2 separate regions of the Lactuca sativa genome follow, and region 2 is linked to region 1. A link is a contact called in public Hi-C data. All regions are on one chromosome and are shown on one strand. Each heading gives the region's core, a stretch centred on a gene start, on an enhancer-like site or on the middle of the called end of the contact. The rest is flanking DNA. Distances are from core to core; before and after follow the strand shown.

Region 1 (6,545 bases), core at 2,581-5,080:
ATAATGGAGCTGAAGCTGTTCGTGCTGTTCAGAATTGCCCTTATGATCTCATTCTTATGGTATTGTTACTACTATATATCTTCATATCAATCAAATTAATTTTATAAAAAAAAAAAAAAAAAAATCATGATCGCTAAATGAATGTGCAGGATGTATGCATGCCTGTAATGGATGGGCTTGAAGCTACGAGACTGATTCGTTCATATGAAAAAACCGGGAATTGGGATGAAGCAAGGAAGGCTGGAGTGGAACCAGAACCACATGATCATGATCATGATTCTCCTTTTCACAACCAAATATCCAGAAAGAGAATTCCCATCGTTGCAGTAAGTACCAAGAAATGTCTAAAATGCCCTTGAGTTTTACTATATGACTAACGAAAAGTTTTATTAATTGTTGACTGAGTAGATGACAGCAAACGCAATGTCGGAAAGTGGAGAAGAGTGTTTTGAGAATGGTATGGATTCATTCATTACAAAGCCTGTTACACTTCAGAACTTAAAACAATGTCTTGAACAGTATGTGGAGTGATAAAAAATCAGCGTTGTAAATAGATGATAAATGTGTATGTGTATAGAAATGTGAATGTGAGTTAGGAAAGTTTTGTAATCAATGTTTGGTCTTTTTCTCGTCCTCTTAGCTCTTGCTTTATAAGAGTTAGTTGTCTAAACAGTTTTTTATTTCTTTAGAGGAGCGTCATTAGGTACCTCGTAGGTTAGCAAAATAAGTACGTAGGGGACGAGCTGAATACCGTTCAGCTAAATATTATTATAGTTTTGTTTTGTGAGCAATAATTAATTAGCTGTGAATGGCTTAGACATTTTTTATTTTTACATAATCCAAGGTTTTGTAAATTATTTTGTGTTTCTATTCAACATGCATGTTAGTGGTTCAGAAAATGTGGTGTGCCATCCAGATCAAGTTTTCAATAACTTTACCTTTTAACCATTAAGTTTACGAATAACGTCTACTTTGCTATTTCTTTTCTCTTTATTAAAGTGTATGTTTGATATTAAATGATTAATAGTAAATCATTTATTTTCTAACAAAGTAATTGATTTATTAATCAATCTCTTAAATGCTTTTTGATGATTACAGATAGTACATAGAGAATCTTCTGAATTCAAATCCATCAATAACTTTTCATCTATTTTTAAAAATGTAATACATCCCTAATATGCAGGCAACTATAACTACCAAAAACAAAACTGAAAGTTGCATAAAAAATAAAAAAAGTTACAATACATGAAATCAGCTAGTACGCCTACAAGGCTACAATACGATTTGTTTTCAATTACAAATGGTCAGACAGTCTGTGAAACACTAAATTAGTCAAGTCAGTTATACATAACTGATAACAATGACATAATAATAGATAATACAGGAGCTTAACAACAAGAGAGTCTATATCTACTCTACCTTACAAATAAATGAACACAAACTTTGTCTTTTCCTCATCAACTGACCTGACTACATTCAGATTGAGTCACTTGGCTCTTCCTCTTCCTCTCCCTCTTCCTCTACCTCTACCTCTAGTCAGCATTCGGTTTTCAGCCATTCCATCTGCCTTTTCTTTTGCAACCAAACTTTCGTCTTCACCATTAAAGATGTCCTGAGAATTATTAACTGGTACTTCCACTGATTCTGTCGATAAAAAACAATTATTTTCCACCTCATCATTTTCATTATCATTCTCCACTCCATTCCCCTCTTCATTCTCCATTCCATTCCCTTCACTAACACCCCTCATTTCTTTCTTATTGCCTAAACAACAAAAGATTAAATTAGTATCTTTTTTTTTTCAAATAATCTGAAAGCAACCATACCTTCAGCAGTCAGGTCCACAATTTCATTCGGCTTGTCATTATCCAAGGAATGTTGTAGATGATGTTTCATGGAAGAATGATGGCTGTTTAGCAAATCTTCACTTGCCTTTGATCGCACTTTGCGTATTTCATCCTCAATGTTCCATGATCCACCAGAAAGATAATCCCTCTGTACAATTTATTTTAAAAAAAAAAAAATTAGATAACTTAACAATTTACAAATATGATTAAAGAATATTCTATATCACCTTTGTTGATTGGAAAGAAATTCCAGCATCAGAAGAATAGGGTGTTCTTTCCTTGAACAGATCTGTCAATGGAGATGGACTTAATGAATTATCACGTCTTAAAGGAGATGCCCATGCTGGACGAGTTCTCATATATGATTTTGCCACTTCAACTGGCGACCCTTCTTCTTCAGTAGCCTGGATATGAACAAAAAGTATAAAATATATTCACATATATATATACATATATTTAAAGAATATGCATGTGAGGGATTAAGATTAACCTGTGGTGTCATAATATACTTAAGAGCATAAAGTCCATTGTCCAAATCTGACTTTTTACCAGATCTAACTTTACTCTCTGCAACCCACTTTCTTGCTTCTATGATAGCTTGGGTCTCTGGTTAAAAATAACTATTTGTTCATAATCATATCAAAGAAATTTAGTAGATATGAAAATGTTTCAGATGCTTCAGGATTTACCATTGTTACTCCTGCTATGAAGTATGCTTGGTCCTGCATAATCTACAACTCGCGAATTGATAATCTCTATTAACTTATCACACTCTTCCCTGTAGAAATTATGAAATTATCTGTGAGCATAAAGCTTATATGAAGTAATACCAAAAAAAAAAATTGAGCAAAACATACCTTGAATATCGTTCAATCATAAGTAGCTGCTCAACTAAATGCAAAATTTCCCCCTTCTGAGATGAACTATCCTTTTGCTGATGTAACAAATAGAGTTAAAATATTTGTGATGCAAATTTCAGTTATAAAGTTCATAATAAGTGGTTTACTTTACACTCTGAAGTGATATCACTGCATATGGAACAGATGATGAGAATAAAGAAGAGAACAGATACCTGATTCTGATTCAACTCCATTGCCCCATCAGAAGGGTTTGCATCATCTCGAGAATCATCTTCTGCAAAAGATAACAATATCAAATTCATAAATTACCCAGATTTTCAAGTTTATTGAAATAGTGTTACTTAAATTTCTTCCGTACTAACATTGTGTTTCCTTATTCCTCTTCACAAAATGAACTTTGATAAAACTTTCTCCAACAAATGTGTGATGTGTTCTCAAATTCTATAACAATCACTAGCGCAAATAAGGCTGGTTATATGATAGATACGCATACTAAAAGAATAACATGCATTTATAACTAAATCTGATGAATAACATTCCCTCCATACCATAACGACAGTTTTTCAAAATTCAGAAAGATTCAAGGGAAAAATACTGTGAGTTGTGATTCGAGGACATTGGGTTGTTTCGCGCTAAACAAAACTCCTAATTTGGAACAATTATACTATGAAAAACACAATTAATTAAAACACATTAAAAGAAACCCCAAAATAAGATTATCTACCTGATTCGGAATCACTGTCCGAAGAAGAGGAGGAGGAAGCCGCGGCCCAAGTCTTGGGGTTCCAAAACGAAGATAAAATTTTGCTAGCACCACCAGCAACAAACTTAGCCGGAAAAACAAGTCCACCGAGCCAACTAGGGCTTTCTGATTGCAGAAGTGGAGGCTCAGGCTGAGGCGGAGTTGGGCGGTCGTATGGGGTCTTCCTAGCAGCAATTCTCCTCGCTTTCAAGATTTTTCCGCCGGATCTGCCGGCTGGAACATCTGCGGGTGCCTGAGAACCGGGAGCCATGGTGTTGAGATTCGTGATGGGCGAAGAGAAACGGTGTTTGTGTTCAGTGACTCAGTGTGTTTTCCGAATCGACGGAAAAAGAGCGAGTCAAAAGCACTTAAGTAATGAGTATGCAATAACCTTTTATTTTGTTTTGATTTCTCAATAAATATAAGGGTACCTTTCTTCCAAACATTCGATAACTATTTAGCTTATTTAATACTAGTATATAATTGTTCTTTTCTCGAAAGAGTATTTAATATATATATAAATAAACTAGGTGAAAGAAAAATAAATATGAAATTCATTTGAGAAGTTTAACTTTATGTGAAAAATTAAAAAAATATTGAATTATTAAAATAAAATATTTTTTTTTCTCTTTTATATTTAAACAAATAATTTAGATAAATAAACAAAGAAAACTAATAAGGCTTTAATTTAAAAATTAGAAGTAAAGTCAATTAATGAAATTTATATCACATGTGGAAAAACTTTAATTTAAAATAACCACAAAATGACATGTGGTCAAATCAATGAGAATGTGACATGTGTTAAAAAAAATTTCATTTATTAGAGTAGATGTTACCAAAGTGTAAAAGTAAAACCGTACTAAAGATGTCATGTATAAATTTTGGATAATCATAAAAATAACTACCGATAATATGTAATTGACTCAAATTTTAGACATTTTTTAAAGAAATTTGGATTTCAAACATATATAATATATAAAATAGTTTTTTTTATTTATATGTTACATATGAAAAAATAAACGCCCTTGTCCGTTGCCTCATTGACCTTTATTGCAACACAATGACACATTTTCATGCCATTATATCGGAATATATATTCGATTAGATAAACTTGTTTTTTCTTTAAGTATTTATATGTTAGTTTTGCACTTCGAAACTCCTGATTTTGGAGTTAGAAACTGCTATATTTTTAACATTTCTATTACAATTCACTTAACGCATGTTGTTATGCTTCTTATATTTTATCGGATTTATAAAAAGGAACGTTGATTTATCCAAATTATACCATTTCATAAATCCTTGTCAGACAAGTTTTTTGTATTTTGGATTTCAAGGAAAGTTGTTAGATATTGGGTCTAAGAATATGAATATAAACTTGGAAAATTCAAAAATCGTGATTGTAATTACTTTCAAAATCTATGATTTTGACCTTATTGTATGTGGTATCACAAAATCGAATTTGGATAATTCAAGAATGACAATTTATAAGTTAGACCACTTTCAAATTCGAAACACATAAAATATTTTGTTGTTTTGCGTTTTTTTTACGTCCCAAATTTTAAGCTAGATTTTTTCATTTTTATTTATTAAATATTCAGTTACATCATAGTATAATGTGGAAAACATGATTGTGAATGCACATGAGTATAGTCTGTAACATCCATAAAATTATAGGGTAGAAATTTCATTTTTAATATATATTCAAACATTCATTTATCCTTATTCAAATGTAACATCTCGATTCTCAGGTATAATATTTATATATTTATTTTGGGATTGAGTGAGTGACTCGACGAGTTGTATGCCCGACTCGTCGAGTAGAGTCGAATTGGTCACGTGGGTTTAATGACCAACTTGACGAGTCAAAGAGCCGACTCGCCGAGTTGGCGTTGTGTGAGGAAACCCTAAATCTCCGTGTTTTTGTCCTATTTAAAGGGCCTTAAGCCCTTATTTCTGCCTCCCTCATCACCCTTGAGCATTGTGAAGAACCCTAATTGAGTTTTAGCTTGTTGTGTGAGAAGGAGAGGCTATCTTGAGCATTTTGGTGCACCTTGAGAGAAGAAGAGGAAAGCATTAAGGTTTGGAGCAAGGAGGGACGTTTGGATATAGAGGTTCTTAGTGGATAGCTTCTGTTTGAGGTAAAAAAAATGTTATTTTGATCATTTTTCTTGTGAGATCTTAGTTTGGGGGAGTTCTAGGGCTTTTCCCCATCCTTCTTGTGTTATTGAGTCCCTTGGGCATATCTTGAGGTTGAAACCTCAGATCTAGATTGTAGGAGGTCTTGTGAGCCCAAAGGCCCCAGCTTTATGGAGCTAGAGGCAAGCCTATAAGCACCAAACCCTTGTTGGAGCTTGTAATGGCATTATGGAGCAAATATGTCATGCATGAACGTAAAGATCGAAGCTTTATGTGACATCCAAGCCTTGGGAGACTAGATCTAGAGTTCAGAGTGGTAGAAATGCCTTAAAACGTATGAATGATAATACAAACTGAATGGACTCGCCGAGTCAATAAGCTGACTCGACGAGTAGGCTAGGGTTTTCCCGATGAGACTGAACACGCAGTAACTCGGCGAGTTGATGGGTCAACTCGGTGAGTTGAGTTGGACTTTCATGAGGGTTCTGAGGAACCGAAGGGACTCGACGAGTCACATAGATGCACCGGACGAGTTGGGTCAACATGGACTGTTGACTCGAGTGTTGACTTTAGGGTTTGGTCAAACTTGAGGGATGGAGGTCATGGAGGGGTAAAATGGTCTTTTACCCATCTCATGAGTTAAAGAGGGACTATCATGAGTTTATTTAGAGTTGTTATCTTTAAGTGTTAATTAGAGATGCTTATTACATGTAGGCGGGAATTAGACTGGTCGAGGGGTATTCAGTTTCTTTGCTTGGTTACAAGGTGAGTCTTCTCACTATACTTACCTAAAGTGGTAACCTTTGTGTGACCGAAGGGTATTATGTGCTTATATTAAGTATTGTGATATCTTGCATTATGTCTTTGTGATTTATGTTGTGTATTATTCTGAGCTTACCAAGTTAGGACCGGAGGGTTCCACTGAGACACATTGACCGGAGGGTCTTATTTGAATATAGC
Region 2 (6,691 bases), core at 4,180-6,679, 150 kb before region 1:
TCTTATATATAAAGCTGCAAAAAACAATCGTCTACCAAATTTATCGTAGGGACCATACATAATACTATTATCTCTTTTAGGACCTTTCTCGACCAAAAGTTTAATCTCCTCGTAATTATTTTTTTCCCACCTTCTTGGATCACATATATCAACAAGTTCTTTAATGGGCTCTTGCTCTTCTATCTCTTCTACTTCTACATGCTCTTGCTCTTCAATGTGATCTTCAACATGCTCTTCAACAAGTTGTCTATGGATAAACTTATCTAGAACACTGACGTCAGCCTTTCTCTTTTCTTCATCTGGTTTTCTCCTTTTACATTTTTTACTATCGGATAGTTGTTTAGACTTCATCACTACAAGTTCATTAGTTCCAGCTTCAACATTCAAGTAATTACAATAAAGATAATCTGAAAATCTGATAATTAGATAACCTGATTTTTGATAAACAATTATACAATTAACATAATCTAGTAATCTAATTTTAGTTTCTGATAATCTATTATAATATGATGCAACATCCAATCAGATTTTAGAATTTCAACATTAACGATAATTTGATAAAGTGGTATTGATTCTTTAAATACTCTAATTTGTGAATTATGATAAACAATTACACAATAAACATAATCTCATAATTTAACTTCAATTTCTAATAATTTATTTCGGAATCATTCATTCAACATTCTATAATCTGGTTGAATCAGATTTCATAATAACATTAAGATTTCAGTCATTAACTAATAACTATAATACTAATTTGATATTGTGATAAACTATTAAACTGGTTTCTATGAATCTGATAAACTAAACTGATAATCTGTTATTCTATTCATTCAAGTATTCAGTTAGCAATTATAAACTGATAATCCTCAATTCCTCATAATCTATTACCTGATTAGCAGGAGTGCACTGCATTCAGTCGAGTAAATCTGTAAATGAGTAATCGAACCTTACTAAGTTGTTGTCTTCGAGTTGTTGTTGTCTCGCTGATTGTTTTTTCTTAACGCGATCGCTTCTGGCTTCTACTACAATTTGATGTTGCCTTGTGTCTTCTCCCGTACGTGACTGATTTTGGACTGCTTTATATTTGGAATGTGCTAAAACTAACATACTATTAAAAAAAAAATGGGCCCCTTAAAAATATGGCCATGTTCCAATGCCCACTTTACATTTGCTCTAGATCGGCCTGGGCTTCCAATTATCTTAACCCCTTTGATAAAGTTTCCACATGCACACAATAATACACAGGATCACACTTATCCTTAATCACTTTTTTAGACCATCCTTCAAATCTTCGATGGCAAGCTCCTGAAAGTTAAAATGATATACTCTATCCCTCGTACCTTCTAAATCTTGTAGATGATTAGGAATGAAAAAGCCATGGTAGATGATATACATTACAAAGTCACCTTTGATGTTACTTTAAAACTTCATTTTTGTTAAATTAAGATGATTAGAAGCTTTCAAGAACCAAATGACTAGGTTTTCACCAAAAATTATTCAATTGCACACATTTACTTGAACACACTAACAAATTGAGGCTTCACATGAACATTACAGAACAACCCAAAAACGACATCATTTAATCTACTCTATTCAGCCATTCAAAAAAAAAAAGTGAGATTCATTTTCCACGTCTGGACCACATGGCAACTTGCAACCGGGAAATTGAATGGAACCTACTCTAGTTGTTGAATTGTGACAATTTTAGGACATTAGGGTTTACATTGGCCCGATTTCATAATGAGTGGCCCTATAGAGACAACGACACTTTCATGGCTAATTTTATCATTAATCATTTTATTAATTAGTGGCTCTATACGGTAGTCACCAAGTTTGGAACCATCAATGACCACTGAGATTGGAATTATCAAAGACCACAATCCAATTATGCAAAAATGACCGACGAAAATCTCTAATCACAAAATTATGCATTTGGTTAAGCTTTTCTTGTATTAAAAAAACGATCAATGTTCTATAAGATTTTACTTTGATCATTAAAGCATTTTTATACATATTCAGTTCTTAAAGTTTGAACATGCATCTGGATGCATGGCTTTTTTGTTACAATCTTAGATGACACGTTGTAATTAGAATGATGTATATTATTCTATAACGGATGTCTAAAGTTTAAATATTGTACGCCCATTAATTATAATTTTATATGTTAAACAAACTATTTATTAACGACTTTTTTCCATGAACTTTAAACATCTTTATTAATTGTAAAAATTAAAAGAGCAACCCCTTAACCACAATCAAGATGACCTTTCTTTTTAATATTTATACATTTCAAAATGAAATTGCCCAAACATTGGGGTATGGTGCTGTTTAAAGAAAAAAAATACTCACCAACTACAGCACAATTTTTTCTAGAATTGGTATTTAATACAACAATCCACTCATTTGCAATAATGTTACTAGAATTAATATTCTTGTACCTACCCTCCACTTTCTCCCCACATCTCATGTTTCAATCATGCCTCTTATATTATATTAGATAAATTAATTTACATAAATCTCACGACCAATGGTATCTATATAACGGCCATAATAATTATTATTTTATAAATGTACTATTTTTGTAATATTTATATAAAAATAATTTATTTTAATAAACTATACAACAATACCCAGTTCCACAAGATTATAGATTTGGAGGAAGATAAATTATAGGCTATTTGATATTCCTCTTACTAAGTCTGGTAATAATATCATGAAGAACCATGCATGTCAGCTTCAAAGCACAATGCATATCAGCACAATATTGTGCCTTATTTTGCCACGTTAACACCTAATTTATGTATTTGTAATAAAGAGTTGTCGTGGCAAAACTAATCAGTGGTTGACAACTGTCTCATGTGCCAATGATGCACATGTTAACTATATAGGTGGCGGCTTTTCACTGGATCTATGTGAGGCTTACAAGGAGAAGTCTCCTTGCTGAAGAACTATTTCATTGTCAACAACTATATAGCAGTTGCAGGAAGAAAGATTATAAAGGCAAGAGACTGCAAAACCCAAAATTACAATTAGGCAAAAAAAACGTCATATATAGAGATGGCCCATTCTGCGAAATGGGTAGTTTTCTTAAAATTTGGGTACTTTTTGGAAGAAAAAAAAAAGGTTAAAGAAAGATGACTAGATTTGTTGTCTTTTTGTCATGAATATATTTCAAGAACAGATCAAAGTACCTTTATATGATGCCGTTAACAAAAACAGGACTAATTTGGTGAGCTGGGACCCACAAATGATGATCCCAGAGCAGAGAAGCGGAGAGTGTAGAAGTAGTAGTAGAAGCATAAACACCTCGACACACAAAAACAAGCATATTACTTTAGCACTGTTCTTTCTATCCCTGACATACACATTCTGTGTCTATTAAAAAGCAAATAAAATAAACTCTGATACTTTGAAAAGTTTAAGAACCTTAGAATTTAGAAAGATGAAAACACAGTCATAGTCACAGTCACAGATAACAAATTCATCCACTTCCACACTCTACTTGAGTTCAAACAACTCCTTTCATCTCCTCAGTCCTCCTTTAACATAACAATCAGCTCCTGCTACGACGCCTATCCTTAAGCCCATTTCTGAAACCATACACAAATGACATCAAAAAATATTCAAAAAAAACAAAAATACTAAAAAATATATATAAAAAGAACTTCACCCGTTTGTGTATGGCACTTCATCACGTCCACGATACGGTGGTGACCTGCTGTAGTTTGCCTTACGAGGTGGTGACAAACTCCGGCGTGGCGGTGACCGCCCACGCGGACTGTAACTCCTGTTCCAAAAATAATTAAATTAATCCAAAAAAACATCAACTTTAATAATAATTATTATTATTATAATCTATTCTCACCTGCGACCATAGCTAGGGCTCCGGCGGTATCTAGCGGGGCTGCGGCTGCGGCTCCGGCTGCGACGTCTACCTCCACCGCCGCCGCCGCCGCCACCACCACGGCACTCACGAGCAAAATGACCAGGCTCACCACATTCATAGCATTTCAGATCAGAACCACCGGAGCGACCACGACCTCCTCCCCGACCGCCGCCACCGCCGCCGCCGCCTCCTCCTCTAGAGTTATGAGACATCTCTACTCTCCAACCGTTCTTACCTGGTTCAGTGAATAATAGATGAGAAGTCAGAACCCAAAAGAGGAACATGTAAATGTATAAATACAGCAATTTAAGAAAAAATGGAATATGTATTGTAATTTGTATATTTGGACACATACCATCAAGTTCTCGGATGGCATCCTGAGCATCTCTTTTGTCATCAAAATCAACAAAAGCATAGCCTGGAGGCCTTCTTGCAACCCACACGCTGCACATTTATCAACAATGGCAGATTAAAATGAAATGAAACTTTAATCTTATAGTCATAAGTCATAACAGCTTAACCTTAAGGAATTCAAGGAATTATTTCTCTCTTACCTACGAATGACACCAAAAGTGCGGAATTCATCCTCGATTTCTCTTTCATTAACCCTTGGGTCCAGATTACCAACATAGACACGTGACATCTTTGATAATTTTACCTGTCAAGATCAACAAATACAGATCATTGGGTGTATACAGAATTTTACATTTTGTACCATGGTTAAGAATACACACACACACACAGCCATACTATGTCATCCCAAAAAAAGAACAAAGAAAAGCATAGTTCAGCCTATACTTTAATGTTAAAGAAAAACTCTTTTGCCCAAAGAACCTGTAACTGCAGTTCGTCTATCCCAATAGGCAGTTACTCTCTGATTAAAACCCCAAGTTTTCTACTCATGGCATTTGGTATGAAGTTTAACCTAGCTCTAATTCTTTCTCAAAAAAAAATTACAATTCTTATCAGTTAGCAAGTTAAATGAGGCCTATTTGACAAAGAAGGAAAAGTAAAACCCTATTACCAGCAAACCAAACTGGATTGTGTGCTAACGTTTACCAAACCAATCATTGAACACCTGAAGTTATAGCCTTAGGTCTCGTGGGAGACGTAACTTACACGTCTAAGTTCTGACAGATCTAAGAAGTAAAATTAGCAAAATCTACTACTACAATTCATCTAATCAACAAATGGTACAGAAAAATACACTTTATCGACATCAGGAGTCCCAGATAACAAAGCGTATGCTACTATAGAATATATGAAAAGGATGAAGGCGCTACGAACATGAACTTTTGGAAATAGGTTACAAAAGAACTAGGGTTTACCTTCCGAAGCCAATTACAACAAGAAAACTGACTATCAAAGTATGTTTATGAAAATAACGGAGAACAGAGGCAGAGATGAGCGATATTACCTCAAAACCCTAAAATGGAGTAGGAGGCAGTGAGAACGAGGTTTGGAAAAAAAAAATAATACGAGTATATGGTGTTAACGGGATCGGGAAAGACTTCGCAACCCTCTCTCGTTTATGTCTATATATAATAAACGTTTAAAAAAGTTTTAAAAAGTTTTATTATCACTGTACCCGGTATATTTGTTTAAAAGGTCGGTGACTATTTTTGTATTTACTTATAACCGTGGAAATCATAGTTTGATTAAAAATTTTATATAAACAAAAAAATTTATAATTGTACAAAAAAAATGCATTGGATTATTGATGGTAAGTAATCATAACTTAATTTGATAATTAAGTAAACATAATATTTTAACATAGATTTAGAAATATCAACACAACATTGGAAGTTTTATATAGACAAAAAAAGATTATAGTTGTACAAAAAAATGCATTGGATTATCGATGGTAAGTAATCATAACTTAATTTGATAAGTAAAATTAACATAATATTTTAATATAGATTTAGAAATATGTACACAACATTGAAAGTTTTATTATTCAAATTATCATTCTTATTTAAAATGAATAATATCAATCATTCTTTGTTATTTCCTTTGGATAAAACAACATATAATTGATCGTGTGATTTGTAAACAATATTAATTGGTAAACTTGTTATAAAATATGGATAAATAACATTAACGATTTCTAATACATGTTATAAAGCCGATAGTATGATCGTTAATTTTTATCATGTATAATGTCATGTGCAATTAGGTATATCATGTATTTTATATATTTAAAAAGAGTAGAATTATATGTTAATTTTATATGGATTTATCGTAGCAAAGTATGACATATAATCTCGTTTTAAACATATTATTTTACCTATATATGATATTTAATAATGGGAACTGTTTTGTACATAACAAATTTTTTCCATACATAACAATTTCTGTATTAAAGTATTATATTGTACGAACTCCATAAAACATAAATTATTGTGTATAAAGAAAAATTATTGTATACAAATCAATTTCCTTAAAAAATATATATAAACAAGCCATATAATTTACCCCACCAAAGCAAGTGATAACTATCATTTAATGTATTATTAATTATAAGTAGTTGGTTATTTAAAGTTTTCATTTTTCTCTTATATAACATGTTAGTGATAAACCATTATAATGTTTTAAATAAATATTTATATTTAAATTGGTTTTACATATGGTTCAAACAAAATAAATATCATCTTACATAATCACGTATAGTAAATTAGTAATTATAAAAATATATTTATAAAAATCGACCCAATTAAAGTTGTTAAATAAAAATTAAAAACATATTTATGGTTGAAATTATAATAATTTAGTGTAAACTAAGTAAAGGAAAAAGAAATTTTA

What was found. A called contact is a pair of places that touch in the nucleus more often than the background predicts.
Region 2: a contact with region 1 is called in a Hi-C map of seed, with 4 times the contacts expected there. The contact joins the promoter of LOC111917194 here to the promoter of LOC111917196 in region 1. A contact is called at or near these places in 2 of 4 Hi-C or Micro-C datasets (leaf and seed).

What each region holds. Positions count from the first base shown.
Region 1 is chr3:35,738,950-35,745,494 of Lsat_Salinas_v11, reverse strand. LOC111917196 (protein KAKU4) reads right to left here and starts at 3,830. Exons shown (of 8, transcript XM_023912860.2): 1 at 3,432-3,830; 2 at 2,920-2,981; 3 at 2,705-2,781; 4 at 2,537-2,625; 5 at 2,338-2,453; 6 at 2,075-2,251; 7 at 1,827-1,995; 8 at 1,195-1,764. The coding sequence starts at 3,720. The coding sequence ends at 1,487. LOC111917195 (histidine kinase 5) reads left to right here. Exons shown (of 13, transcript XM_023912858.3): 11 at 1-59; 12 at 150-326; 13 at 409-629. The coding sequence ends at 531.
Region 2 is chr3:35,887,904-35,894,594 of Lsat_Salinas_v11, reverse strand. It overlaps LOC111917194 (serine/arginine-rich splicing factor RSZ22A), which reads right to left and starts at 5,429. Exons shown (of 6, transcript XM_023912854.3): 1 at 5,307-5,429; 2 at 4,444-4,547; 3 at 4,245-4,333; 4 at 3,869-4,124; 5 at 3,674-3,790; 6 at 3,317-3,593. The coding sequence starts at 4,532. The coding sequence ends at 3,557.